Linked DNA regions of Gasterosteus aculeatus: region 1 is linked to region 2. A link is a contact called in public Hi-C data. All regions are on one chromosome and are shown on one strand. The core of a region is the stretch at or near the end of the contact, and the rest is flanking DNA. Distances in the headings are between cores, read along the strand shown.

What was found. A called contact is a pair of places that touch in the nucleus more often than the background predicts.
Region 1: a Hi-C map of skeletal muscle shows a contact between it and region 2, with 3 times the contacts expected there. The contact joins the enhancer-like site here to the promoter of foxi1 in region 2. A contact is called at or near these places in 2 of 6 Hi-C or Micro-C datasets (both in skeletal muscle).

The regions. Positions count from the first base shown.
Region 1 is chr5:11,203,259-11,208,965 of fGasAcu3.hap1.1, forward strand. It overlaps dock1 (dedicator of cytokinesis 1), which reads right to left. Exons shown (of 52, transcript XM_040177593.2): 17 at 3,598-3,701; 18 at 2,964-3,147. Among protein-coding and RNA genes, the nearest start is that of dock1, 30 kb to the right of the region's middle. Within about 2 kb of position 1,558, at least 1 of the 9 cell types and tissues checked has open chromatin away from gene starts, as enhancers often do.
Region 2 is chr5:11,101,033-11,107,028 of fGasAcu3.hap1.1, forward strand. It overlaps foxi1 (forkhead box i1), which reads right to left and starts at 3,610. Exons shown (of 2, transcript XM_040177650.2): 1 at 2,850-3,610; 2 at 1,749-2,649. The coding sequence starts at 3,450. The coding sequence ends at 2,132.

The sequences.
Region 1 (5,707 bases), core at 308-2,807, 100 kb after region 2:
AAGGGGTCATATGTGTAAAAGAAAGCCGCTCAGAGAGACAAATGGATTGAGATGTGAATAAATCATCACTGTGGCGCAGCTGTGAGATGGCCACAGCGGCAGTAGCACGTGGGACAGTGAGGCGGGGGTTTAGCGGGGGTGGGCACGGAAGCGCCTGCGACAAACAATATCTTGCAAAAAAAAAAATGTTTTTCTTATTTAGAAGGCAGCCGAATTTAACAGCTACAAAACTGGCAGCTGGACAGAGGTGGAAATCATCATTCTATTGCCAGTCAAATGTTTGTTTACGGCACAACCCCCCGATTCGAGCAATTTAGCGTTTTTTTTAGTCTTTGTCATAGCTTTTTTTTCTATAATAGTTCCCGCCTTGTATTTGGTTAACAGTTTAGGGACAGTTAAGTGAAGGGAGGTCGGACACAGTGAGGTCAGAGCAGCTTCACAGTCACGACTTCTCTCTCCTAGAATATCTTCTAATACAATATTTTTCTCCTTCCAGCTAGTATGGGAATAGGATTTTAATTTGTCTTTCACCAGGCAGCGTGGACTCACAGCTCTGCTGCCATTAGATCTACGCGTCTCCTCCAGCATCCGTTTAGTGAAGCTCACTGGGAATACCCGGCGACGAGACAGCACTTCACCCAAGCGCCCGGCGCACACACCAATCGTGCTTAATTTAAAAAAAAAGTGTGTTTTTCATCTCAGATGTGGGGATCGGGGATGAGGTGTCGGTGTCTTGTGAAACGTTGAGTGGGCAATTAATGCTTATTTTCATTATGGATGAATATGTTGATTGTTCTGGACGAAGAATGAATCTACCATTTGTTCTGTAGTAGTAACAAAACAATCTGAGACCGAATATATATTATATTTTAATAAAGAGATCAAACTGGTTTGTGAGTAACGATGTAGAATTCCTAATTCTATTCAAATGGATTAAAATTGCTTTTCTATTGGAATAATAGAAAAAAAATTGTCAATCATCCATCCGGTTGTCAATACACGTTCCATGAAGAACATTTAAAGTAAGTGAGTGGGCTTGGATGCAAATTTTAAAAAAGCCTCTAGGCTTTAATAAAGCAGGCAGAGACCGTCGGAGAGAGCGAGATCGGCTCTGCATTGATTTATTAAAAGAACTCTTTTCCTTTGGCGTGGGATGACACACTGTGGGAGACACGCAGGCACGCACGCACCCACGCACGCACGCAGGCACGCGAGTGCGCGTAAGCACACACACACACACACACAGCTCTCTATTTAATCAAACTCAGTGTGCAGTGCCAACGAGTCGTCCTGATCCCTCTGCACCTACTGGGGCCTTGCAAATTAGCACCTCAAAGTGCCAGGTAAATATCAGCAGAGGAGTCGCTCTAGCGGACTGAATCTTGTCACCGGGACACTCACTGCTGCCAGTCGCTCCCACATAAGGGAAAGGGAGAAAGGGAAAAGAGTGTGGGGGAAAGGGGGGGGGATTGGTTTCTTTTTGTTTGTGTTAAATACTATACACCTATTGTTGAGACAAAAAGGTTTGGCTACTGACATTTAATCCCCATCTGCGGTAATCGGAGGGGGAGGTTGTGACATCACCACCCACTGAGCGGAGTAGGCGGGCACACGCCAATGTATTTAAACGACAACTTCCACGTCAGAAGGGAAATGTACCAACACTCAGCGTCCCCCCCCTCCCCTCCTCCCACACAAGGTAATTTAACATTAGGCACAGCAACAAAAGATTCTCCTCCAATAGATCTAAACAAACTGTGTTCTGGGTTCTGCTGTGACCTAATTTCTGTGGATTTACGAGAGCGTATTGTGAATGTTATCTGGGACACATCTAGGAATGCAACAAGGGAAGATCTACTTTTTCTCTCATTCAGGTCTCTATTAGATGCCAATGCTTCCCCCCCCCCGAGGTCACTCGAGGTCAGGGTGAAATTCCACCAGTGTAGGTTCTTAGAATATCACTAGAAGCGCAGAGATGATTCCAAAGCTGCAACACTTTTGCAACTCCCGACGGCCCAGTCATAGCACGGACTTTATAACCTCATTTACTCTATTATTGTTTTCACCTCAGAGAAAAATAAATGCTGCGCGTCTATTTGCGGAGGTGCTCACAGACGTCAAAGGGATGTTTCCATGTTAGTTTTGGTGGGCGGCGTCAAGCTGTAAAGCGGTGCAATAACATTAAAAACTTTGAGAGGACTTTGGTGTAATTAATGGACAAACTGCTCATCTTCTCCGGCTTGACTTTACAACACCACAAATATTCAACATTCAGGGGGATTATATTGCATTATGCACGTGAATAAAATGAACATGCTTTATACACATGGAATATTTTTTGAGCGCCCTTGAGCACTGAAAAGAAATTGGCCACGCAAAACATCAAACGGCTTCAGACTGTTCCATTCGAGCGTGTCCTTTCACGTTGCCCTTGTCCGGACTATTCAAAGTGATCTTTTTGTTACTGTGGATAAAAACACGAGGAAACGACTAAGACGATTGAGAAGGGAAGGTGTGGGCACCCTTGTGAAATCCGAGCTGGGAACACTCCATCGCTCACACGCAGCGGAACAGCTTTCCACCAAATGCCCACCGAGTGCGCCACTGTGCTAAAAACAGTCTGCAAATACCAACACGTCCAGGAGGGTTCACGGTAAAGTCGGGTGAGATTGATAAACATGCGCAGGAACAAATGAGGCCAAATTGCTCGATCCATTAGCTAGAAGGCAGAGGTGGGAATTTCCTCCTTTGCTCGTCGCAGCACCTTGAGAAATGACTCTGCGGGACACAGACTGGAGGACGGGTCCCTTTGTCTTACCTTAAGTGGTGTACGGTTAGTGTGCATTGTTAATTCGTCCTTCAAAGACAGAATAGGAGGAAACGCTCACAGGTGCGGTCAGGAAAAGGTTAGCGTTCATGTAGAGAAAAGAATAAGAGACCACGTGAAGCAAAGGAGGAGGTACCGTTTTGGGTGAGCTTGGTGGAGCAGACCAGGGTGGAGATCTGGAAGGAGTCTTTGCTGATGGAACAGTTGCCCAGGTTCTGGGCGCTTTTCCCCGTGGTGGAGTAGCCCTTCTCCTCCATCTCCAGCTTCGTAGCGGGCAGGCTGAGGTACACAGACGAGTCCTCCAGCTTCTTTGCCTCCGCCTGATTTTGCAGGAAAACGACAAGCGAGGTTCGGTTTTTGTTGTATGTAGCGTTTTGTTGTAATGCTGCGGATGTTTTACTGCTGGCTGATGATGTATGCGAATGGAACTTTGACTGACAACGACAGTGAAAACTAGAATGAGGAGAAATCTTACTAAGTAAGATAACGGGTAAACTTGTCATTTATACAAGGGATTTTAATTGGAAAGTAATTTAACTGCACTGAAGAGGCGGATGCGTAACAATTCTCCACAGAAAGCAGAGAAGCTGTTACCACGGCAACTACTAATGAGACAGATCGTTTTCACTTTGTACTCGTACCTGCGGTCCACGAGGGCCGGCTCGCCAGAGACAGTAGGAATGTAGAAATAAGTCACAAGAATACAAACCAAAGCCAAAACACCACGGGCCGACTTCTAACCGCGTCATTATGGGCTGCTTCACATTTACCTTGTACACGATGAGGTCATGCTCGCCGTCCCTCAGAGTCGTCCCATCGTACCGCATCAGCTTCACGAAAGACAGAGCGAATATCTTCTCCGATTTGTCTTTGGCTGCGGGTGAAGAGGGAAAAAAAACACTTTAGAACACAAAAAAAAACAGGCACGTGGGAGCAGATGATACCATATTTTCCTGTTTATTGAAAATAAGAACTTTTGTTCCATGTGACTATTCGCTAAATTCCAAATCGTGTGATATGTGATGAGATGAAAAGTGTGCGTCTTAAATCGCGCTGCAAAGCGTACTTTAAAAACAAACCAGTCAGACAAATAAATAGTTAATCCCAAACGCAAGCACAACAACCTACTCTTATCTATTTGTCAGCATTCATTTTACATGAGTGTGAATGGATCGTGAAAATCAAAAAGCAAGTGGGAGGTGCAATGAAAGATTACTAAAATTGCTTAATTACAAGCCGATGACCGTAGCATCAGAGCAATCATTCCGACTTAAAAAAAAGACCATTCGCTCATTTAAAAACGAAAGCGTATAACTAATATTAAAGCCACATGGTTTGGATAAGATCTCCCATGTGTCCACTTCCTGTTAGCATATGAATCAGCACTTGATCCCAAAGCGGTGGCGGTAAACACTTTGGGGGCGAGGAAAAGACACACACACACACACACACGTGTACGACAGCGTTTGGGTCCGTTGAGGGGAAGCGGCGGGTAAACAAGGCGCGAGAGTTATGACTTTGTCCTGGGAGCAGGCGTCTGGAGAGGCCAACATACATCATCACGGATCAACAAGCTCAAATTTATGAGCAGGGAGACGCGATTCCTCAGAGTATCTCACGCATTTTATCTGCATAAATCTCCTCATCGGTTTGCATCCTGCGGCCTCGCCGGTGAATGATCGCCGGGCCGGCCCGAGAGGAACCAGTGGAGAGGAAACGCTGCACGCACGCCACCCAGATGAAAAAAATGTATCAGGAACTTCATATTTCGTTTTCAGCCAATCAAAGTGGTCTGTCGGTTCAGATTTATGTTCCTTGTCGTGTTCCGCATGTCAAAGACGAGCCTGATCGATACCTCCCTATTTCCTGGGAGAATACAGGTATTATATTGTGTTCAAAGGTCAATACCTCAGAGGAACGGATTACATTACAGATAATGACTCGGTAGTAACTACATCCTAGTTTCAGAACCTACATTTATTGTTCCTGTCTTAGTAACAACAACTTGTCACGTCGATATGAATGTCCGACACATGGTTACGCTGTGGATACGTCGCCCCTGTTCTGCCATTATTTGTGATAAAAATGGAGAAGCTAAAATACTGGTGGTGTATGAAACAGATTTGAAAGTCTTTACAGGCAACCAAACCCAGGAGGCAAATAAGTGCAGGAAAAACTGAGAGAAGCTGGATGACTGAGCAGACGCAGCCAGTTAGAAACCTGGAGGTTTGATTCATTTGTACAGGAAACCATGTGTCCTTATGTGAAGTGTTCAGAAGACAAAAGGCCCAATGCCCGTTTCAAACATATCCCTCTATGCTCAATGGTCAGTAGTGACAAGTTAAAAGTTCAGCATGCCACTCCAGGCCGAGAGTCACTTGACGTCAGCCAGTTTTCTAAAGCAACCATTACAGCGGGATAACGGCAAGTCACAGAGTTTCAAAGGCATCGCCTCGAAACTGCATTAGTCCCTGCAGGGGAAAATGTGCCGGGCATGACAAGAAGGCTCTCCGAGTGGATTATAAGCCAGCGCTGAGCGCAAACCAAAGAGAGGGGTTTTGGGACTGAGGACAAAAGCAGCTAAAGATCGCTTAACTAATTACAAGGTAAACCCCCCCCCCCCCACCCCTCTCGCCCCCCGGCCGACACCTTCCCAATGCTGCTTGCACTTCCATGCACCATGAACCTGTCATGGCTCCCTTTACCCCACCAAAAATCCTTTTCCTGCACCCCTCTCGCTGCAGGAGGGATGGCGCTGCCATGTGGCGGGCAGATGCGACGGCAGAGCTGCCAGTAGCAGGCGTCCCTGCCCTTAACATGCCCGAAAATTAGGGAGGGTGTTAACAGAAACAGAAGGAGAGTCAATTCAGGCAGACACTG
Region 2 (5,996 bases), core at 2,360-4,859:
ATATTCATGAGGGCTGCTGAATGTGCCCTTTGGGCACAGGGCGCCGGAGCGTTACGTTTCTGAGAACTCAGGCGGCCGAGTCGAACTTGGGAAAGAGGTGGATGTTCTTTGCTGTTTTGCACGATCCCAGAATGGAGTTGATGCCGTATTCAGATACATATATTGTACTAATAAGTACAAAACACCACGTGTGTAAATACTCACAAAAGAGGGAGCATTTTTTTATTTCACTTTTGCAAAAGTACATATTTATTAAACCCTACTTAAAAAAAAAAAGTTAAAGTACACTTTACACAAAATGGATAATTAATGAGTATTATATATTGGATTATAAAAGCATCACGGTACAGCCGGGCCTTATTTGAACCATAGGGTCAAGTAACATACAATGTCACATGATAATGTATCGGTTGATTATGTTCTTAATTTGTATTCTGAGTTGGAAAAATAGTTGTCTAACTAAAGCTGTCAAATAGATGTAGCGGAGTAAGTTGCAGCTTAGCATGGAAACACATGACAGATTGAAGTACCCGATATGGATATACATTTCTCAACTGCTCGATATATATATATTTTTTTACTGAATCAGTGTTCTCAAAATTCCACATTGATTTAGAAAAAACAGTGTAATTGAAGGATTTGGAAACTCAAATGAGAATAACTAAAAGTGTCCAAATGTGAGAGGAACTCCGTTCACTCGATCTGATGAGGATTTCAACAGAAAACTTTGTTAGTGTGAGAACCCGTTGCTGTGTGACAAAAATCGCCTTTGTCTGCTGCACAGATAATTTGTTCCCAGATCTTCAGATGGCAATATTTTCATTTGAGCCCAGGAGGGGATCTCTTCAATTGCCAGCGTCCATTGTTTTCCAACAAGGGGCACAAAAGTCTTGTCAATTAATTTTTCTTTTATTCCCGACCACAGAGCGCCTGAGTGAATTCAATTATCAACCAATTAAGAGGTGTTTCCTTTTATTTACAGACCTTGATGCCGTGCGTATCCATATTGTCTGAAAATTAGAACGGAGAGGGGGTGTCGAATCACTAGAACATTTCCTCTTCCGCTTGGACGTCTTAATATTTCCTCCCCAATGGGCTTTCAATGGCGTCCCCCGGGGACACGAGCACAACAAAAAGGGCATTATTGAACTCTCTAGACAAATTGTTCAGCGGATGTTCCTCCGAAAGTGGTTCTCGACAACAAAACATTTAAAAAAAAAAAAAAAAAGGTCCAACAAATCCCAACAGGATTCACACAGACACACACGCACGGAACAGGCAGCGCTGTGCGTGACCAGGCTTTTGGGGACGGATGGAGACAGGTGCAATGTTCAGCAAACAGGTTGACATCAAACGGGCTCAGCAATCAAACCCGGCCGCAGACAGAAAGCTGAACTTTTGAACTTTTTGGAAGTAAGTTTAAGGTCTGATTGCTCGATGAAACAAGGTTATCGGAAGTGACAAGCGGAAAATGTCTCTGTCTCACACACTTTACTGCGCACAGACACTTGACTTCAGATGTCTTCACCGTTTTGTAGCCCTTTGTTGGAAATTCTTGAGAACTTGATTTGAATATTTGGGGGGCTTTTTTTTTGGGGGGAGGGGGGCTGGCTGAGGCTCCATGAAAAGGCCTGAACAGCATCGTCTATGTCAAAGGTATGCCCAAAAGTGACCTTAACTTTTATCTCTCCTATTTTTGTTCTTCTTTTTGACTCGGATGAGTAAAACGACGCATGAAGCAGGAGTTAAAATAAATGACTTTTATTCATACATCGACATGGGTTTTTTAAAATAAAACACAAAACAAAACTCAGTCTAAAATACATGTCACATCTTCTTATGAAAATAATTTCTGTACATAGGTGTCTTCCTCTTCTTCTTCTTCTTCTTCTTCAAGACGGGCATATAAAAACACAAACATATCCATGAGTTAAAGGATAGATTTCCGTGGGTTGAATTTTTCTACAAATGTTTGGACAAACCGTATTGGAGAAGCGGTAGTTCCCAAAAAAGAAAGGGTTGTTGTAAAGAAGAAAAAGGAAATAACAGTTCAATTCCAGTGCTAGTTTTACTGAGGCCTACAAACCCCTAAAATGACTAATAATGAACAAAGAGTAAACGTGAAGTGAGACTACACCTCGGTCCCCTCCCGGCTGTACATCAGGTTATTCACACTAAAATGGTTGCTGAGGCTCTGCACCGACGTGTAATAGTTCATTCTGTTGTTGTCAGAGTTCAGAGGGGCGATTAAAGTGGGCGAGTAGGAGCCCGGTCCGGACAGCCCCCCCCCGAGGTACCCGGAGGAGCCGTAGTCCCGCTCCGCCGCGGCCCGGGGCCCCTCGCCGCCCGCCAGCAGCGAGTTCACGCTGGACACGAAGCTGCTGTAACACGGGCTGTCGTGCCCCGCGGAGGACGGAGACGGCGGCGACTTGGGCTCCGTGGAGGCCGGGGATCCGTGCAGGCTGGGCGGGGGGGAGCTCAGGAGGCTGCCGGTGTCGGAGAGCTTGTGCGGGCCGTCTGAGGGCTTGACGGGCGGCGCGGAGCCGTCGGACGCGGAGATGTCGGCTCTCCTCTTGCGCTTCCTCCGGAAGTTCCCGTTGTCGAACATCTTCTCGCAGTTGGGGTCCAACGTCCAGTAGTTTCCTTTGCCTGGGTGGGCAGACAGAGAGGGGGGGTTAAATACGGTTGACAACACTTTCAATTGAACCGCATCCAAAATGAACCGGGGGGGGTTAATCTTTCAAATTTAACTTAGATTAGACTCACTATATTAAATTTAAAAAATGCAACAGTTGTATCAATAAAAAAGCAACATGTCACTGCCTATAAGCAGGTTCATTGCGACTCACCGGGGTCGTCCTCGTCCCGTGCCATCTTCTTAAAACAGTCGTTCAGGGACAAGTTGTGGCGGATGGAGTTCTGCCAGCCGGCTTTGCTCTTCTTGTAGAACGGGAAGTTTTCCGCCACGTACTGGTAGATCTGGCTGAGGGTCAACTTCTTGTCCTGCGCGTTCTGAATGGCCATGGCGATCAGCGCCGAGTAGGAGTAAGGCGGCCGGACCATCTTGAAGAGCTCCTGCTGGCTGGATATGGACAACCAGCCCAGATCCGCGCCGCCGAACCCGCTGGGCGGCGGCAAGAACTGCCTCTGGTTCGACCCGTATCCCGACTGGATGTAGGACGTGCCGTTGTTCCCGGGCAGGTAAGGAGAGGAGTTGATGCCCGGTCCGTTCAGCCATAGGTACGGGTTGGCGGACGGGGAGGTGTAGTCTCCGAGGCCGTAGCTGGTGGGGTGCGCCGGCGGCCTCTGCGGGTGGTGGTGGTGGGCGAGGTTCTGTTGGTACACACCGTAGTTGTCGCAGTACACGGCCATGTCCAGGAGCTCCTGCGCGCTGTGGGGCTGAATGGGGCTGGTCTGCTGGTTCGATGCTTGGTGTCCAAACGCGTTCATAATCCACCTCGAGCTGATTCCAAATACCTAAACTGGTTTCTGTGTCTTTCCCTCAGGACTGGACTCATCCTCAGAGGGAGGAGTATTTATGCGCGGCGCTACAGGTAGCCCATTGAAAACTTTTGGGATGGTCACACCCCTCTTTTCTGTCTATGTTGACCCAGATTTCCCTATCAATGAGGCACGATACTCCCTCTAACTGCCATGCTGAGCGTTATGTTATTTTACTTACCTCAGTCGGTTAGGGACTTGCAACTTGTTCCCGTGCGTAAATGCGCACCGGAGCTTGGGTTGAATTTTTGATGAAATTGCACTTTCTTGTTTGTCTGGGTTTGTATCCGTATGGTTGAAATGCACTTATTGTAAGTCAGCTAAATGACGTAATGTAATTACTTCTGTATATTTAGAATCGGCTTTGAATAAACACGTGGATCGACGGCACTATTATTTAGTAAATATCGTAAAGTAAATATCCATAACCCTTACGGTTTCTATATGTATTTTGGATGTTTTTTTTGCGTGATATAATTTCTATTATTTCATAATTTGATGAATAAGTATATCTGGCACGTTCAGATCACCGTCAATCTAAATAAATTAAATTAAAAATTAAATAAATGAATGTCTAAAATGCATTTTACCAGCATGTAGATGAGGTCGTAAAAGGTTTGATAAAAAATATAGAGTCAACTATGATGCACGAGTTGTCGTGGAGTAAAGAACCACCTTCTCTTGAAAGAAATTTTTTTGCAAAAAAAAACGCTTCCTAAGTGCCGGAAGTTTAATGTCAACAAGTGACCCGTGGAAGAAACACCCAGCAGGTTCCCAAAGACAATGATGTGCCTCGTCGTTACCATTTTTTGACTGCACAGGAGTGCTATTTGAAAAAAATCACAATATGACAAATGACAATATTTTTTTCTTTTTTAAAATTTCAGCTTCTTATAAAGATCAGTCAAATTGGGATTTAAATTGTCCAGATCATTAACATTTAGAATTAAAAAGGGGACCTTTAACTACTGTGGAAGGTAATAGGAGAAACATAATAAAGACACCAAATCATCTGCATCCCATAAAAGTGCTTCTCTGACTTTATGATTAAAATGGAATCAACCCCCGTCCACTGTGGAGTACGTTTGTATACAGTAAGCATGGCGCTCACAAAGATTTACATTTACCTACACTGATTTTACACATAACCGTCAAAGGAAAAAAACGGCTGTGACGTGTGACGTGTCGACCACTGGCAGGCAAATGGTGCGAGTTTGGAATGAGAAGATGCCAGTCGCTCTACAAACCTTCCCACTCTTCTAATCTATTAACACATAATAATAATAATAATTACTACACGTCATGAAGTTGTTACGGCATGCAATCAACTGTGTGTGATACACTATTTTGAAAACATGCTGCTCTTGCACTCAACGAGTGCATCCAGAATGTGAGCTGACCCGTCGCCCCGGTGGTCGTCCCCCCGGTGAAGAGCTGCTGTGGCCCTGCAGGTTGCAGCCGGACTGCTGCACTAATCGCCAGAACATTCCTCCTCTCCATGACCTTCGTGTAATTGTTTGGCTCCAAGGTGTTGTCCCGACCACCACAGGCTGTACAGCAGCGGCAGGCGACGGACTCCACAGGGGGAGGCTGTGGCATTTAACCCCCCATATGAAAACAGCACAACCTGTCGGGTGTCACTCCCGGTACAGCTAATTACTGCCGAGAGGACGCTTGCATCTGAAACGATGAGCCCGCTCAGTCGGACACCCGAATGAGCACATAGTGGGACCTCTGTGCTGCCAAGGTATGGGGGGTCCCTTTGACTTGTTACTGTAAGAGAAAAACAGAACTTATTTCATTTAACTAGCAATACTTACTTTATTTAATATTAGAGTTAATTAAGCAGCCACCAGTCACAGTTTGTCCATCCTGTCTTTCCTCTCAGATTAAGTCAAATGTGGCTCAACAACCTCAAGTGATAATTCAAAAAGTGCTCACTGTGTGTGTGTGTGTGTGTGTGTGTGTGTGTGTGTGTGTGAGAGAGGGGGGGGGGTCTATTGTTGCTCTGTCATGTCGGTCTTCGTCCCCTGTTTCCTCAAGCTCGCTGAGGTCATGGGAGCTTTTCTCCAGGAGATCAAGTCAATCCCGGCGAGGTCGGAGAAGCAGCGCCGAGCGCCACGGGCCCCTTCAGGCTGAGAGGCACAGAGAAACCCACCGCTGCAGGTGAGGGGGCCAACCCGCCACACGTCTGCTACCTGTCCATTTAGTATACATCGTCTATTAGCACATTGCACCGCTGGGATAATAGCCAAACCCAATCGACACAGACACTCCGTGTTGATAAGGTTTGTTTTCTGCGTACAACCTTTGCTGTAATCATGTGGCCGTATGTGTTTGACATCCGCTGTTGGTGTAATTAGCAGATTATTAAATGCTGTTAGGGCCAATGGCATCATGAGAGGCCCCCTCGATAAAGTCATTAATTCTGACTGCGTAAACAAAATGATCCCTGCATGCAGCCAGGTGCTGCTCACAGTCTCCCCCCAGTGGTG